2 separate regions of the Anser cygnoides genome follow, and region 1 is linked to region 2. The links are chromatin contacts, called in public Hi-C maps. All regions are on one chromosome and are shown on one strand. The core of a region is the stretch at or near the end of the contact, and the rest is flanking DNA. Distances in the headings are between cores, read along the strand shown.

Region 1 (3,338 bases), core at 679-3,178, 99 kb after region 2:
AAAAAAAAATCTGATGTTATTAAACTTGGTAACAGACTAAATAATGGAGGGTTTCTTAGTGATTGTTTTGAAAGTGATGTGAAGTTTTAATGATACGTGCTGTTTAAGGCATGAGTTGCCTTTCTTGGTTTTAGTCCTTGTTTTAATGTTTGAAGGAGGTCTCTGGGAAGTTTTGCTGTTATCTGTGATGTATTTTGTGAGCTTTTGTGGCTGGAGTTTAGTACTTAAAAAATAGTTTGCTGTTTTCCCTATCTTCTTCCATCTTGGGGCAAGGTTTTCTGTTTTGCTAAGAACTGATTCAAACAGCAGGTTTGGGATACGTGGCGGCTGCTGCTGCTGTGCCCAGACAGTGTTACTACACCCTTACCTTCAAGCCTCCCTCGAAATCCCGTAATTTCTGTAAGATTACAGATGAAATCATTATAAAGCAATGAATATCCGTGGTAGGAACCGCTGTGTTACGTGAATGCACGATCAGTAATTGTTCTGATCACAGGTGTATGAGGTACTTAACTCCTAGGGAGCGTTTAAGCTTTGAAGTCGCTTGTGGAAATCGACTCCATGAGGGTTTTGTAAGGATTCTCTCATATTTCATGCTCTTTTTAATTTGTTTATTTTAAACTCAGATCCAGGATAGTCAATTCTGAAAAACACTGGATGGTTTGATTGTGGCCTTGTGATTCCTGTTTTTCATCTTGCTGTTGAAACGTTTTAGTTGTGTACTTCAGCTAGCACTGGAAAAGCTACCACATCGATACTTAGCAGTTTGTAAACTTTAATCTGGATTCTCATAAAGCTCCCAATTGTCAATATGAGCAGCCAAAAAGAACAGAAATTCCATTACAGCTAATGCTCTGTTCTGTGCTAGGGTTTTGTTTTCAGCTAAGGGTGAGAAGAGAGTGGAGTTGAAACTGTGCCTATAATTTTTTTTAACACATTCCATGTAAGTAATCCGAAGATGGTCTTTAATTTTTGTTCGTTTATTTTGTTATGTAAACATATGTTGTAATCCCTAGGAAACTGAATGTTGTTTTAATGCTTTCAGTAGAAAGACTGGTAGAAAAATAGCTTTTATCCTTTTTTCATCCATTAAAATAAATATTGATAGAAACTATCATAATATGGTTTGTGTTACAGGTGGTGTAATACCAAGGGCTGTACTGCTGCCACATCACAATATTGTGGGGTTTCAGAGAGTAGTTCTGGTAAGGACACTCAATGATTTATCTATTTATTTGTCATAAAAGTGGACTGATAATTTGGTACAATTTAGTATTAGTAATTACCGTTACATGCATTTACAGTATTTTTTAGGTATCAGTTTTTGCAGTCCACTGAATCTCTACATTAAGCCTTCTTTTACTCAACAGTATTTTAACAGCTCCTCTTGGAGCTGTTATTGTCTAATGTGTAAATCCATATTCATTTTATTGAGAGTTGTTACAATATAACGCATCAATTCACAGCATGGAAATATTAATAAATAGACCTTTTGACAAAACATCTTGTAAAAGCTATGTCTACTTGATACGTGGATCATTAGTGTGTATCAACAACAACAACAACAAAGGCAAAAGTTACTGGGGTTTCATTGTCGTATGGGTTTGGTGGTGTGTTTTATTTTTTCTTCTTCCAAGTACTAACGTCTTGGCTTCCTAACGGAAAATATGAGTATGTAGTTCAGAGGGCAAATACCCAGACCGTGTGCTGTTATCAGACTCTTTTTAAGTTTAATGTATAGTAATGATTTTGCAATTGTTTGCTTAAAATGTATGTAACTGTAATCCCTCTATCACTCCTCTAGACTTTGCATACTTTTCTTAAACGTACTTTCTTATCTTCAGTCTTCTCTGTCCTACATGGCTAGAGTTGCAAGGCAGACGAGATTACCTTACTTCTACTAAAGGGAAAATTCATTCTGAACCCGTCTAGCAACAGCAGTGCTTACGCATTGTGCAAGAGCACAATCGAGTATTTGTTCTTTCAGCAGCAGCTAGCTGATACTGCGTTTGTATCTGTAGAATTGTTAATATATGCTGTAATTTAACAAATGGCTTGTGGGTGTAGCAGATGTCTTTTCTTTCTTTTTTCTTTTTTAAATCACTGTCCCTGAAAGTTTTTTAGCAAGCCCTCCTTGTGTACTATCTTAGGTCTATAGAGGGCACTCAAAGACAGAGGGAGTTGGTTTTAAAAAGCCTTATCTGGCAAGTAGGCCCCCACAACCTAGAAAAGGAAATTGCTGACTGTTCTTTATGGCCTTGCTCTTGCAAGGTACTATTGTACTGGCTGTGCTCCAACAAATCACTTAAGCAATTGAAGTCAACGGGACTGTAACAAGTTTGAAATATTCTTCTGGATTAATCCATAGCTCCTTATACTTTCACAAGTTCCTTTCCATCTTCTAAAAACAAGATGGGGTACACACAAATTTCCTAATGGGATTCCCTAGTCAACCTAAGAAACTAGTAGTAGGTCCAGCTGTGTTGGTTGCCATTAGAAGATGCAAGTGAATGGGTGTAAAGACTGAAATTATTTTCCCTGTTGTCATTGCGTTAGGGTGGTACAGCTAAAATATTTGGGCATGGTAGTATTCACAGTGTGTGTTTTCCAGCCTTATAGGTAGATAATACCTTGAGCATGCCTAAATAACGCATGTAGACTTGAATTTGTTTCTAAATCTTGGAGTGGAAGAAAAATAGGCTTTCAGATTTATTCTAGAGAAATGGCATCATGAAGGTTTGAGTAGCGTTACTCAATATTAAAAGGCAATTCTGTAAAGTAAAAACATCTCAGCTTTATAAATATTGTAAGAAAAGATGATGGGAGCTCTTTGGAGTCTGAAAAATACAGAGAATTTTTCAAAATGTTGCGAGCAATTTGTGCAGTCCTTATTAAAGTATAATGTAATCTGACAAAGTCACGGACTTCTTCACCTCTATCATCTCTTTATTTTCAAATAACACTCCTATTACTGGAAATGGGTGAGCAGAATTTTTCACGTATAGAACCTGTGATTCCTGTGCTGGAGGTGAGGTAAAGATAATCTAGCAGAGCGGGTTTCTTTTTTTCAAAAGCGGTCCTACCAAGTTTCTTTAAATCTGAACTAGCAGTAGTTAATGTGGTAGCTTAATTCTGCAAAAGATAGCATAGAGGTCACTTGTGGGACAACTTGAAGACAATTTCACTGCAGCTGCTTATGTAATAGTAGCCTCCAGTTATAAGCCATGATACATTTCCATCTCTGCTGATGTTTAACTCTTCCGAGAGGAACTGTTTTCTCTAAACAAAACATGAAACCATGATCATGTTTCTAACTACACCAGCAGAGGAGACTGTTT
Region 2 (3,348 bases), core at 372-2,871:
TGGTGTCTTCAAATAAGGACTTTCTGAAAGGAACTGACTACCCAATGCAACACAATATAGGGAACTCACTGGGCAACACAGCACTATAACTGGAAGGAATTAAAGGATATGTGACAGGGGAGGTCAGATCTGAAACCCTTCTGCCCTGGTGGCCCCAACATCCAAGAAGACAGATTACATCAAGATATCAGCCTCTGTTACAACTACTGATACCGAACCAGTCACCTCATTTTTGAAACAACTACTTTTCTGCTTTCCTTTCCTTTCTGTAAGCGTATTGCTGCCTTGCAGTTTTCTCTGTGCACACAACTTCTTCGTGTGGAGCGAGCTGCAGGATGGGCTTAGTACAGCAGGGGCTTCTCTCTTCAAAGCGACATTGAAATCTTACACGCCTTAAGCATTCCTGATCAGCTCCTGCCCTCAGCTCCACCACTGTAGGACCAGACCAGGACCATTGCCACTGCCAGTGGTGCGCAGGAAGCCTTTCATCTGCCTTGGGGAACTCGCAGAACTCGAGGCCACGTCCTGCTTTGAGGGACTCAGTGCTTAAGACAACCAAAACCACACGAGCTGCCCCTGTGCCGATGGCCGCCCTCTCCCAGGAAGGAGCGCTGCCAGCGGAGCAGTTGCAGGGAAGCTCTTAAAAGGGGAACTGAACACGTTGTGCTGAACATGTTTTGTTTTACATTAGGCTAACAATTTTTGGTCTAATGTTTGGTTTGGAAGCTCAAAGCCATGCTCAAGCCCACAGCTGCCAGCTCTGGAGCAGGCAGTGGTGTAATAGTCATTTAATTCCTCGGCACTGTAATCTGATGGTAGGATGTGCTCCCAAACTGCTTTTAGGTCTGACTGGGGAATGAAATCAATCACAGAATGCACATTACAAGAAAAGTGCTGTTGGTGTCAATTACCTAAGCTCTGCGAACGTAACTCTTCTAATTTCCTGTTAAATCAGTAATGTTACCAATCTCAGTCTATTATTTTAATTAGGACTGTGACTGCAGTTGCTAGGAGCCGAGCGAGTGCAGACAAATGTGAATGTGTAATTAGTCCCACAAATGAGTGGCAAGCTGAATGTGTCAACATCAGGGATAGTTACAACATGGGGTGCAGCAGGAGGCCAAGTGATTTGGGCCAGATTCTGATCTCACTGCCAGCCCCGTGCGACTCCACCAAGGTCAGCATTACCCCAGACGTGAGCTGAGGTGAGCAAGTCTGGGTCTGGCCCCTGGTCATCACGGTTTCCTGGAGCTTCACCGTGGGCTATTTTTAAAGCGACCGATGTCCCGTCTGGTTGGGATTCTTGGCGCTGTAACGTCCTCGCCGGGCACGTTACTGAACACCGAACGCTGCAGGAGGACGTGGGGGATCCCAGCACCGGCAGGCGTCAAGTTCCAGCCATCCCCTGGCACCGCAGCTCCTGGGGTGGGCATGGAAGTGCTCGTCGTCCTCCTCCTCCCTCGTAGCTGTGAACGAAACCTCTCAGCTTCTGTCCCATCTGCCTGCCTCGTGCCTCCCGGGAGCAGCCGGCGGAGCGACAAGGGGGGCAGCGCACAGGCAGCGGAGCAGCGTTAGCGAGCAGCCTCCCCGACAGAATACGCCGAGGACAGAATCCCCAGCTAAATATAGAGCCGAGCTGGGAGAGAAAACAACGTGGCGATGCGGCTCCTTCGAAATTAAGAATGAAAATCTTCAGCTGCTGCTGGTTTATGACCCCGGGCTGCTCACAGCGAGCACGGTATGCCCAGAGGTCCGGCCTGCCTCCGGTACACGGCACGGAGTGGCACAGGAGGGAGAGCGCTGCTTTTATTAGCACTTGGCTATCGGTCAGCAGTCCACGCTCCGCAAATAAACGAACGGGCTGGGTGCATGTCATCCCAGTTCGCATGTTACAGAAATAACACTGGACTGGAACCAGAGTTAACACAGCTGAGGTCTGGGATGCAGCGGATTTTGAGAGGGAGGATGGCAGAGCCCCGTTAGGTGAGGCCTGCCTTGGGGGGCAAACCTGATTTACAGCTCAGTGCGTCTTCTGCACTCGGATCTCCCCGCTTTAGTAGGTCATTCTCCCACATCGCTTCGCAAGATACTTCCTATGGAACGACAAGACTTGGAAAAGGTCAAGGGTTAAATGAATGTTAGATTCAGTCACCTTTCCAAGACAAAAATATTACAGCAATAGCGTGATGGAGAGCGAATACTCGCCCGTGAAGGTTACACACGGGGGACCCAAGCACTGTGCCTTGATGCTGTGGCGAAATGACCACGGCAATGCCGTAGGTCCCAGGACCTCAGTTAGGGCTGGCTCCAGCTTTATGCTCGCACTCACGGGTTGCTTTGCTGTTTTGTTTTTCATCCTGTCATGATTCTCTGACTTGTAAACAGAGGTCAGGCGTCGTTACTGGAGGCATTAAAACACTCGCCCAGACGGTCTGGCAGTGTCAGCACGCAGGTTCCTCCTTTCAGGAGTCTGTCACCAGCAGAACACAGGGTGACTCAGGAGCTTTCTTGAAGAAAGCAAACACTGCCTGAAAACACGCGCGTGCCTGCTTATCTGCTGGGCCTCCGCGGGAGCTTTGAGCCCAGTCCCTCTGCCCTTGCCTCGCAGGGGCCAGCTTTGTGCAGGAAATATCACTTCTGTAGAAAACGGCCACCTCCCTGCCTTTCCAGCCTGAGCAGAGCAGGGGCACCGCCGCTGGGCTCCCCATGATGCAGGAGTTGTGCAGCACGGTGCGGCGTGGGGCTGGTGCCCTTTTACTCCAGCCTGCTGCTGGAGGGAAGGTGCGAAGCAGCTGTGCTGTGCTGGGCCATACAGGCTGGGCAGGCTCCTTCCAGGTGAGCAACTCTTAGCCTGGGATTAAAGCCTGTGCGGTGTCATGTGTGTATAAAGTCATCTGTGGCCCTATGAGTGCGCAGCTAGCTTGTAATGGGCATGTTAATAAGGCTATTAAGGTTTACAAATATTCTGCTCTTCCTTACAGTTTATAATTTAATTAATTGCCAGTTAATTGTCTTATTTTCCCCCTGTGATTGATGTCACTGAGTGGGATTAGGCAGCATCAGATGATAGGGAAAGCGGGAATGAATGCAGCATCCTACGACGGTACGAGAGGAGATGTTTTTATGGACAAATCCTTTCCGACATGGATGAGTACCGCAATGAGATATCACCGGGTATCAGCTCGATACATATTGTAATGGGATCATTAGCGGAGGTACCAGCTGTGTGAGGTTTGTGTTCACAAACCATGGGTAAGTAACAGGGAAATATTGGCTCCTTGGAAATGTTAGCCAAATGTAAATCCTTCCCTTTTTACAGAGCCAGCGCTCGGTTTGTATAACGTTGGA

What was found. Hi-C and Micro-C count contacts between places; a contact is called where the count stands out from the background.
Region 1: a Hi-C map of fetal liver shows a contact between it and region 2, with 2.1 times the contacts expected there. The contact joins two enhancer-like sites. A contact is called at or near these places in 3 of 7 Hi-C or Micro-C datasets (fetal liver and liver).

The regions. Positions count from the first base shown.
Region 1 is chr9:20,082,928-20,086,265 of Taihu_goose_T2T_genome, forward strand. TBL1XR1 (TBL1X/Y related 1) reads left to right here. Exons shown (of 17, transcript XM_067002769.1): 3 at 1,138-1,205. The region is part of intron 1 of LOC125182254 (a long non-coding RNA gene); the gene reads right to left. Among named protein-coding and RNA genes, the nearest start is that of TBL1XR1, 73 kb to the left of the region's middle. Within about 2 kb of position 1,929, at least 1 of the 3 cell types and tissues checked has open chromatin away from gene starts, as enhancers often do. A contact at or near this core is called in fetal liver, where this site is marked.
Region 2 is chr9:19,984,615-19,987,962 of Taihu_goose_T2T_genome, forward strand. No RefSeq gene overlaps it. Among named protein-coding and RNA genes, the nearest start is that of TBL1XR1, 25 kb to the right of the region's middle. Within about 2 kb of position 1,622, at least 2 of the 3 cell types and tissues checked have open chromatin away from gene starts, as enhancers often do. A contact at or near this core is called in fetal liver, where this site is marked.